Regions from separate parts of the Mus musculus genome. Here region 2 is linked to region 1. Evidence: chromatin contacts called from public HiChIP or PLAC-seq data. All regions are on one chromosome and are shown on one strand. The core of a region is the stretch at or near the end of the contact, and the rest is flanking DNA. Distances in the headings are between cores, read along the strand shown.

Region 1 (4,441 bases), core at 805-3,304:
CATGCCACTTCCTTCCTCTACCTAGCCATTGCTCCTTTCCTCTCTGAATAACTTTTTTATTTTAATTGAGGAACATTTGTTGTGCCCAATCTTAAGATAAATACATAAAACACCATCATGTGATTGACAGAACTTACTCCCTAACTCCCTCTCAAGAGTTCCACAATCTAATGTTTATGATATGTTTGGGTGAATCTTATTTGACTTATAGCCCTCACATCTTGGCCATTAGATGAAGTTGCCTAGAGGGAGTGGGTAATTCTTAAAGAAAGATAGAGAAACACATTTGTCCTGGTTAGTTTTTGTCAACCTGACACAGCTAATGTCATTTAAGAAGGAAAAAAAATGCTCCAATATGATTGGTTGTAGGCAAGTCTGTGGGCTATTTTCTTAATCAGTAACTGATCTGGGAGGGCCATGTAGTCCTGACTTGTATAGAAAGCAGGCTGAGCAAGCCATCATAAACAAACTAGTAATCATCACTCCTCCATGGCCTCTGCTTCAGTTCCCCCTTCTACCTCGAGTTTCTGTTATGACTTCTGTCAGTGATAGAGTATTTGTAAGCTGAAATAAACCTTTCTTTTGTCAAGTTGCTTTTGGTCATGATGTTTTATTATGGCAATAGAAACCCTCAGACAACATCCTCTTTTGCTACAAACACTTATAACCAGGCAGGCGTTCAGGGTTCCTGAGGACTGGGAGAACCGTCCCTTCAGCAAGGGTGTTGTCCTGCTAAATAAGATCAAATTCTACCATTGTTCTGATAGCCTTCTGGGCTCAGCACAAAATGGCAGACTCCCTTTACCAGCAGGACCTCTTCTTCGCAGACTTGATTGAGATTACAAGTTTAACTTCCTTTCTTCCAATAAAAATCTGTTTGGCTAGCTCCTGAGATTCCTGGCATGCCTCTCCCTGCTCAAGAGGTATCTCAGTATCTTAAATCTTCAGCCAATGCCTTTCCCATGATGGATATTCTGACCTCTAGTCCCCAAAACTATATAAACCTTAAATCACCCCAAGTGAAGTGGATGTCTCTTCCTGCAGCTAGTCTTGATGTTGTCAGTACCATAAGTACACACAGGATTTCCAAACTCCACTTTCATCCTCTCTGCTCCATTTGCCCTCCTGAACTGATATTGGGTTACAACCCCTGAGATCAGGGAAGGACACATAAGGACTGTGTAGAACACTCTTGGGATTTATGAGGCACATGTGACCCTAAGCTCTGGAGCCCAGAGTGATGCTGTACAGGCACAGAACAGCTATGTGTTATTTCATTTTTTTTCTTAGCAGGTTTACATGCTCTTTCTTATGAAGCATTTTCTGGAATCAAGCTGCATCTCTATTACTATTTCCTTTTTTTCATCTTGAACCCTCAGAGGTAGGGCTCAGAAAGATGAAGAGAGAAGGCCTTTATAGGTTTTGTAAAAGTGGCTCTTCTTTGAATTCTGCAAGTTTAGCACTGCCCTGCTGCTGCTCTGTTGGGCTGTCAAATCGACATGAGTGGTTCAGCTCTGTAGTGATCATTACAGCCTCACTATATAGCATATTGAACAACGGAGCCCACATTGTTCTGCCGATGCCTGTGCCATGGAACAAACAGTCAGCTACTAGGCAGCTGAACATGATCCATCTGATACCACCTGCTAATCTGTTTTATTTGTTTGTTTGTGTATGTGATTATGATGTATGTATGTATGTATGTATGTATGTATGTATGTATGTCTCAGGTTCTTACTGCAGTGAACAGTTATTTTTTTTTTGTGCATTACTTAATATTCCAGGATCATCCATTTGACTATTTGAGGGACAGAGCATATTGTATATTCTCTATCTTCTTTCTTGGTTCCTGAAGGAAATGTGAATGTGTCACTTTAAAATGAGTATTGCTGAGCTAAAGACAGACACTGTTTGGTAACAGGACAGAATTACATGGGGACCAATGTTGCGGGAAATGATAAAATTTAAGCCAGCATGTTCCTGGGCTAGGCCCTGCTACTCTCAGCCCTGTTGGTCTGGCCAGCCTGCTCTTATCTCTTGGAGACTCTCTGACTCAGATTCTGCAATCTCTCCACTCAGCTCACTAGGTTCCCACTGGCGGGTCATTACCATGCCAACCCCATGATTCAAATCCCTTACAGTCTTTGTGGTGCACCTCAGGCAAACCCACAGTTTGCCTCTGTACCTTTCTCTCTTGAACCCAGTTGAGCCACTGCGTGAAGGAAAATGCCACACAAACTTAGTTCAGAAACAATGGTAACTCAATCACTGGGCATAACAACTAAAATCCTAATCTTGTAAACCTTATTAAATCTAAATCCTCGGGTGGTGAATTCTGAGACTGGGAGACACTAGTAGTTACATCTTGTTCTCATGCTATCCTGTCCAAAAAGCCCTAACTCTCTTCTGCTTCCTCTCTTCCTCCATTCAACCAGGAAGCCCCTCCTACTTGCCCAGTGATTGGTTCCATTATTCATTAGGGGATTGGTTTACAAGAAGTCACCTGAGTACATGACTCACTCCTTGTCTGCAACCCCTCCCAGGAGAACAGAATTAGCATCAAAATACAAACAGCACCAGGCCCATCCAAACAGACCAAAGGTCTTTGTATCATCTCCTCTGCTTTCCAATCTAGGGACAGAGCCGTGAATAATTATCTTACTCATAGGTTTAGTAAATGGTGCCAGCAGGGCCAGTGGAATTTGGGAACAGTTTTTATTGTGTTTTGCTTGTTTGTTTGTTTTTTTCAGTTTTCATATCTTTTGCAAATCCTGTTGTTATTCTTCTCTTGGTCTTGTTGTTGGCTTGAGTTTTATGGCATTATGTTGAAATACTATTTAAGATGGAGTTCCAAGCCATTGCATTCTGAGAGTTGATTTCCAGGGAGAAATGATTAAACCTGCTAGTTCTTTTGTTAACCTGTCTCTGAATTCAGGAATATGCCCCAATTATGAACTTAGGAAAGTTAATGGAGATTTCTTTTTTTGTTTTTCTCCTTGCTCTTTCACCTCCATGGCCAGGATTATATCCTGACTTGATCTTAATGTTCAAAGCTAAGAACATCCTTTTAAGAGTCAGGGAGGGATATTCATAATCTTGGTGATATGGAGAGGAAGGAAGAGGGAATTAGAAGGCTGTGAGTCCACCCTAGTCAGTGCTCAAATATTTTTGTTTTGGGGCCTTATGCAATTGTGACATTTATGTAGGCCCCCAAAGACTTGAATCAGTAGTAATCACATTGGCAGTTATAAAAATAAGTTAGAATGTTTTAATTTTAAATGGTATTTATTTTTAAATGGTATTAATAACTTCTTCACATGTTAATATAGAAAGAAAAGCTCAATATATATCATGCTAACATATGCCATGCAGTCTTGGTAAACTCCATTTCTCCACTCAAGCAAATGGAAGAGTGGAAAAGGTGATTGATATCACAGCATTATTATAGAAATAAATTTAACTTCTTAGATCTCCAAAATGTATCTAGAAGTTCCTAAGACAATTGATAAGACAAGAATGTTGAGAATTTGTGTTTATGTGTGTGTGCATGAACACATGTGCACAATGTGAACTATCTTTCTGAATGAATAGCACATTGTGCTAGTTCATGGTCACTAACTCACTAAATCTCTACAATGTCTCACATGAAAGAGATAATACTGTTATCTTCACTTTATAGGAAATGAACTACATTGTGGTTAAGACTCAAAGAGATGCATAAATATGTGGTAGATATCAGGGAAGAACAAACTAGGTTTCTATTTTATCACCATGTAGGCTTCTAAGGTATGATTGACATGGGCATATTTAAATCATTGAGTATTGCATATTGACTTATTCAGCCTTGGAAAATGATGAGAGTATGTCTTGCTTACCTTCTAAAGAGACAGGGAGAGAAGACTGGTGGGTGTCTTCTTAAACTGTCCACATAAACACCAAGACCTGAGGCCCTTGTTCCTTTGAGGCTGTGTTCATCTGTAGGAGTTACTCTCACTCAAAGAAAGCCTTGGATATAAGGGTGCGTCATTTCTTTTAGAATAGCAAAACACTGGCTGTTTGGTATGTAGGTTCATCTGCCTCCATTGCTTCAGGGAAAGCCACTGATCTTGCCATTCTAGTTGTCAGTCTTCCCAAGGATTCTGCCAAGGTTTTTACTTGTTCGTCTGTCACTGCTCAATCCTCCCTACCCAAAGCAAAGTCAGTGGTCAAAGTCTTCTGTCCTTAAGCAACCTATAATCCAAGTCCAAGTCAAGATCTGATCATGCTTTTGGTGTGCCTTCATGCTTAGATGTTTCCTGTGCTAGAACTTTCATTCTTTCTCTCCCCTCCCTTCCCTTCCTCTGTCATTCTCTCTCTTGTCCTTTTTCCACTATTATTTTTCTTTTCTAAGTTAGGTATGGTAAAGTGTTCAGCCTAGCACCCACTGCTCTCTATGTCCCTT
Region 2 (4,441 bases), core at 710-3,209, 440 kb before region 1:
GAAGACATGATGCATTTCAGAAACAGGCCCCGGAGGCCTCTGAGCTGGAGCTGACCTGAGCGGCCCGGCCTGAACACTAGCTTTCACGGAACCAGAAGGCACCATGCAAGTTTCCGAAGGAGGGAAGCGAGCAACAGTCCCATCTAACTATAACACGAATGAGCCGCATCAACAACCAGCATGGCGTGGTAACCCTAAGGGGGCAGTAGTGGCACACATGCCTTGGCAGTAACCATCAGGTCTCCAGTTGGATTTAAGACAAGTCCAAGGCTCAACAAGAAGGAATTCATGTCTAATACAGCTAACTACTAGCTAGCCTAATCTAGCTAAAGACTCAGTGCTGGTTAGAGTCTTGGTTAACTGGAGAAGAGTCTAGAACCATTAATTTACTAAACCAGCACACTCCCTAAAAATCGAAAAACATTTGTTCTTATACCTACAGGTAACTGTAGTCTTTACATCAAGGAAAGTGCTGTTTGGAACATATGGAGACCACTACAAAAAACCCTCAGCCAATCAAAGTGCAGGTTTGTGGACTCCAGTCCCTGTGGATACATCTACAAAATCCTCCCACGTGTAAGGCTGAGAGAGCATTGTGAAGAGGGGGCAGAAAGATTGCAAGAGCCAGGGGATCAGGGACTTTGATCTAAGATTGTGTCTCCTAGTAATATCAGAAGCTGTACTCATGAAGTCTCACCACTAAGACTGTCCAAGTGTGAGCTGAACAAGGATGGCACCAGTGGACATGACAGATTGGATAGGGGAAAGCCCATGAAGTCTCAGCCCCACATAAAGAGCTCTAGGCACCTGAATAAAGCAGAGAGTGGGATGGGGTGGACCTCCCCAGGGAAGAGCATACCAGATGGTTGCCAAGTGCCACACTGCCAGCCCTGTAAACACACATACAATTAATCAGACTAGCTAAACAGGTTGCATTCCTGAATACGTTCTATCTATCTATCTATCTATCTATCTATCTATCTATCTATCTATCTATCTATCTATCTATCAATCTATCTATCTATCTATCTATCTATCTATCTATCTATCTATCTATCTATCTATCTAATACATGTAATGACAATTAGTGAAAAAGAGGACATAGATTTGAGGGAGAGTGGGGAGGGCTTGGAGGTAGGAAAGGGAGGGGAGAAATGTAATTAAATTAAATAAAAAACATTGACCACTGTTTTTGTTTGTTTGTTTGTTTTGGATGGCATCAGCCCTGAACCTTTAACAAGTGCAGAGCATCCTGTGATAACTGACCCAGGCATCTATAATGGGCAGGTTCCTGTTGACCCCACCTGTGCCCTTCAGGTTACTCTCCTTGTCTTTGCTGGGGAAGAATTTTGATGTCTTTCAGATTATCTTTTCCAGCATTTCCATTGTTTAGCAAGGGGAGATGGCTTCTGAGCTCATATGAGATCTGCATGCGAACACAGGCTTTTGGAGCCACCTGCTCTGCTGGCTGCTCATCATAGAGTGTAGCTGGGAAGGAAAGACAAAGGGACCTCGAATTTCTCTGTGCGGGCCATTTACAGAACATTGGGGAAAATGCCTCTTGTTCACTATTTTGTGTTCGCTGTGTCTGTATTCTGTGCTTCAAGTATCCAAAATACTGTCCCCAGATAATAGCTTATATGGTACATTTGGTCTGGTCCTCTTTCCTGTGTCCCTAAACAGTTTAAACCCTCCATATCCTCTTCCTGTCCTAGTCCTGCCCCGCCTTTGTGTTCCCCCAGGACTATGTTTCCCAAGGGTGATTGCCACATCCTGACAGCTGCCCAGTCACAAGCTAAATATAAACCCTTCAGACAGCAAGTAAGCCCCTCTGGTTATCTGCTCCTTTGTGTAGCTTATTATCCTCCCAAATCAAACTCCAGAGGAGACTCACAGATCATGCATGCTGGGCAGGGCCGGTGGGGTGCGTGCGTCTGACTGGGTAAACCAAACAAACGAAAGCGTTGTGAGTCAGCTGTACCCTTTCAGCAGAGCGCCGGGTCTGCACTTCAGACAAACCCTCCAATCCTCAGACGTTGATTTTCAAAGCAAATTGCTGCATGTCGCATCAATACTGGGAGCAGATGTAATAGTCTGGTGAGCTGGCTGCATGCAGCCAAGTGCAGGGACATAGAATCAAGGGCAGAGAGTAGCTGGCACACTGAGGCTTGTATTATCTATATGGCTCTGCCTTCCTTACAGGACCATAGGAAATGGAGGCACGGTGGGCAGAGGAACCCAGGTCTCTGGTTGTCTTAGAGACTGCGAAGCCCAGGGCTATGTCTTTATAGTGACCCATGGTAAGGTCTGGGGCTGCATATGGCCTTCTGGCTGCGAGGATTCTTAACACAGAGGGCAGCTTGGGATCTCCAGGGGCTACAGGCTTAGTCAAGGCCAAAAGCTGTCATGCTGAAATAGCCAAGGCCTGAAGGAAAACAGATTTTTTTTTTTTCTTCCAGAAATTGGTGGTCTATTTCAAACCTTGTGTGCAAATGCTCAAGAAACAGGACCAAGGGAGGAATTAATGTTTGGAAAAGGCTCTGGGGTTGATGCCATTCTGCAATTTTTCTGTGCCTGGATTTCCCTCATGTTTCTCTAGAGGTTCACCTTCTTGGCCACTACATGTGGTCCCAGGACCTTGTTTCCTCTCACATTGTATTCTCTCTCCTAACGATATAACCCTAGCTAAGCCAAGCACTTCTTTCCACTCCTCCTCCTCCTCTTCCTCCCTCTCCTCCTCCTTTTTCTCCCCTCCTCTCCTCCTCCTCCTCCTCCTCCTCCTCCTCCTCCTCCTCCTCCTCCTCCTCCTCCTCCTCCTCCTCCCCCCTTTTTCTTACCCGAGACAAGAGCTCACTGTGTGTTACCTAACTAGCCTGGGGAAACTCAGTATGTAAACCAGGCTGACCTTGACCTGACCAATATCTTTCTGCCTCTGCTTCACAAGTGCTTCCATTAAAAGGAGTGTGCCTTTAGTCAGGCCCAACTTTCCCCTCTGTTTCCATGCATCACATTTAAATACAAAAGTCACGTCTGTTTCCTACCAGCTGCAAATGGAATACCTGACTTCACCATTTGGATGTCTTGAAATCAGCATTTTGAGAGTGAGCCTGCAATCACCCATCTGTGCTTTCTGATGTTTCTTACCTCATTGAACAGCAACCACAATGCAGTTAAATAAGTCAGAGACTTTGTCGAAATCTCGTATCTCTTCCCCGCTTGCAATGCTGTGCTTAGCCTTGCGTTGATTACTTGACTCAGACATATTTTTAACCTGCCCACCTTTCCCTTTTATGACTCTGACTCCTTCTGAAACTACTACCGTGTCTTGCTTGGACTAACAGATCAACTGCAACCCCTAATTCTTTTTCTTGAACTCACTATAGCTCCCAATTAACCAAAAATACCGTCCTCAAAAAGTGAGTTGAATTCTTTATTCGCCCTTTCTCTAGTGCTCCCAATCTGGTGTTCGCCTCTAGGTGACTCTGATAGTAGAGGATAGTGAGATTCCAACATTCTTATGCCCTTACTCTGTCTCTCTCTGTCTCTGTCTGTCTGTCTGTCTGTCTGTCTGTCTCTCTCTCTCTCACACACACACACACACACACACACACACACACACACTCTTATACTTTAGTCTTATTTGATATCTCCTCTCTCCACACCCTCCTGTAGTTTGCTCTTTTCAATGTAAGGACTTCACCCGTTTTCTTGGAAATGGCTTGTGAGAGATGAATTAGCTTTTACAACTCAGATGAGTCGGATGGAGCAAATAAACGTCTTCTGGCTCTTCAAGCTAACCAGTGGATGGGGCTGACGCTCCCGGGGACTGCTCTACACCAACAATCTGTGAGTCTGGAGCTGCAGCATTTCAGCAGAGGTGTACGTATAAACATTTCAAAGGGCATTTTACAGAGGAGGTGGGAAGAAGGTTCACAGTGATGGCTGTCTTTCTTTGTGGGATTGACTCTCTCTTTGTTCCTTGGCTGCTCTGTGATGGCAACTTAGAGGTCAGAGCTCAGCTTGCTGGTCATGGTTTGAACTTTTCTGGGGGCGGAGGGGGGGGGGGAATAAAAGTTGGAGGAATGAAGATCTCATTGTTTAACAGCAGACAGTAATGAAAGGCAAAACAATCTACCACAAAGAAAGCACTGGGGCCGCATCTAGCAAGAGCAGGACAGCCACAGGAACAGAGGATGGAAAGACAAACCAACCAACTGACGGACAGAACGACCAACCAACCAAAACAAAGTAAACAGCTAGCCAGGACAGCTCCCCATATCTGACCCCTGCAGTTACATCTGAGAATGCACATGTAGGTGATTGGATTTTCTTTGGCTATGAGTTAAAGTTTATGCTGAGAAGATTGTAGCAGGACTGAATGAGCAGGAAGAATTTACCTGGAGATGAACTTTCTCTGACTGGTCCTTAGGCTGGAAGTAAA

The links. HiChIP or PLAC-seq counts read pairs in DNA pulled down with a chosen protein or histone mark.
Region 2: a contact with region 1 is called in a FOXA1 HiChIP or PLAC-seq map of pancreatic cancer cells. The contact joins two enhancer-like sites. A contact is called at or near these places in 1 of 15 datasets of contacts at CTCF or cohesin (pro-B cells), 4 of 484 Hi-C or Micro-C datasets (cerebellar granule neurons, cerebellum, embryonic fibroblasts and 1 more) and 2 of 115 datasets of contacts at active chromatin or transcription factors (VIP interneurons and pancreatic cancer cells).

What each region holds. Positions count from the first base shown.
Region 1 is chr11:42,903,839-42,908,279 of GRCm38.p6, reverse strand. No RefSeq gene overlaps it. Among named protein-coding and RNA genes, the nearest start is that of Gm34644, 33 kb to the right of the region's middle. Within about 2 kb of position 2,054, at least 17 of the 459 cell types and tissues checked have an H3K27ac peak or open chromatin away from gene starts, as enhancers often do. A contact at or near this core is called in VIP interneurons and pancreatic cancer cells, where this site is marked.
Region 2 is chr11:43,342,394-43,346,834 of GRCm38.p6, reverse strand. No RefSeq gene overlaps it. Among named protein-coding and RNA genes, the nearest start is that of Mir146, 30 kb to the left of the region's middle. Within about 2 kb of position 1,959, at least 46 of the 459 cell types and tissues checked have an H3K27ac peak or open chromatin away from gene starts, as enhancers often do. A contact at or near this core is called in VIP interneurons and pancreatic cancer cells, where this site is marked.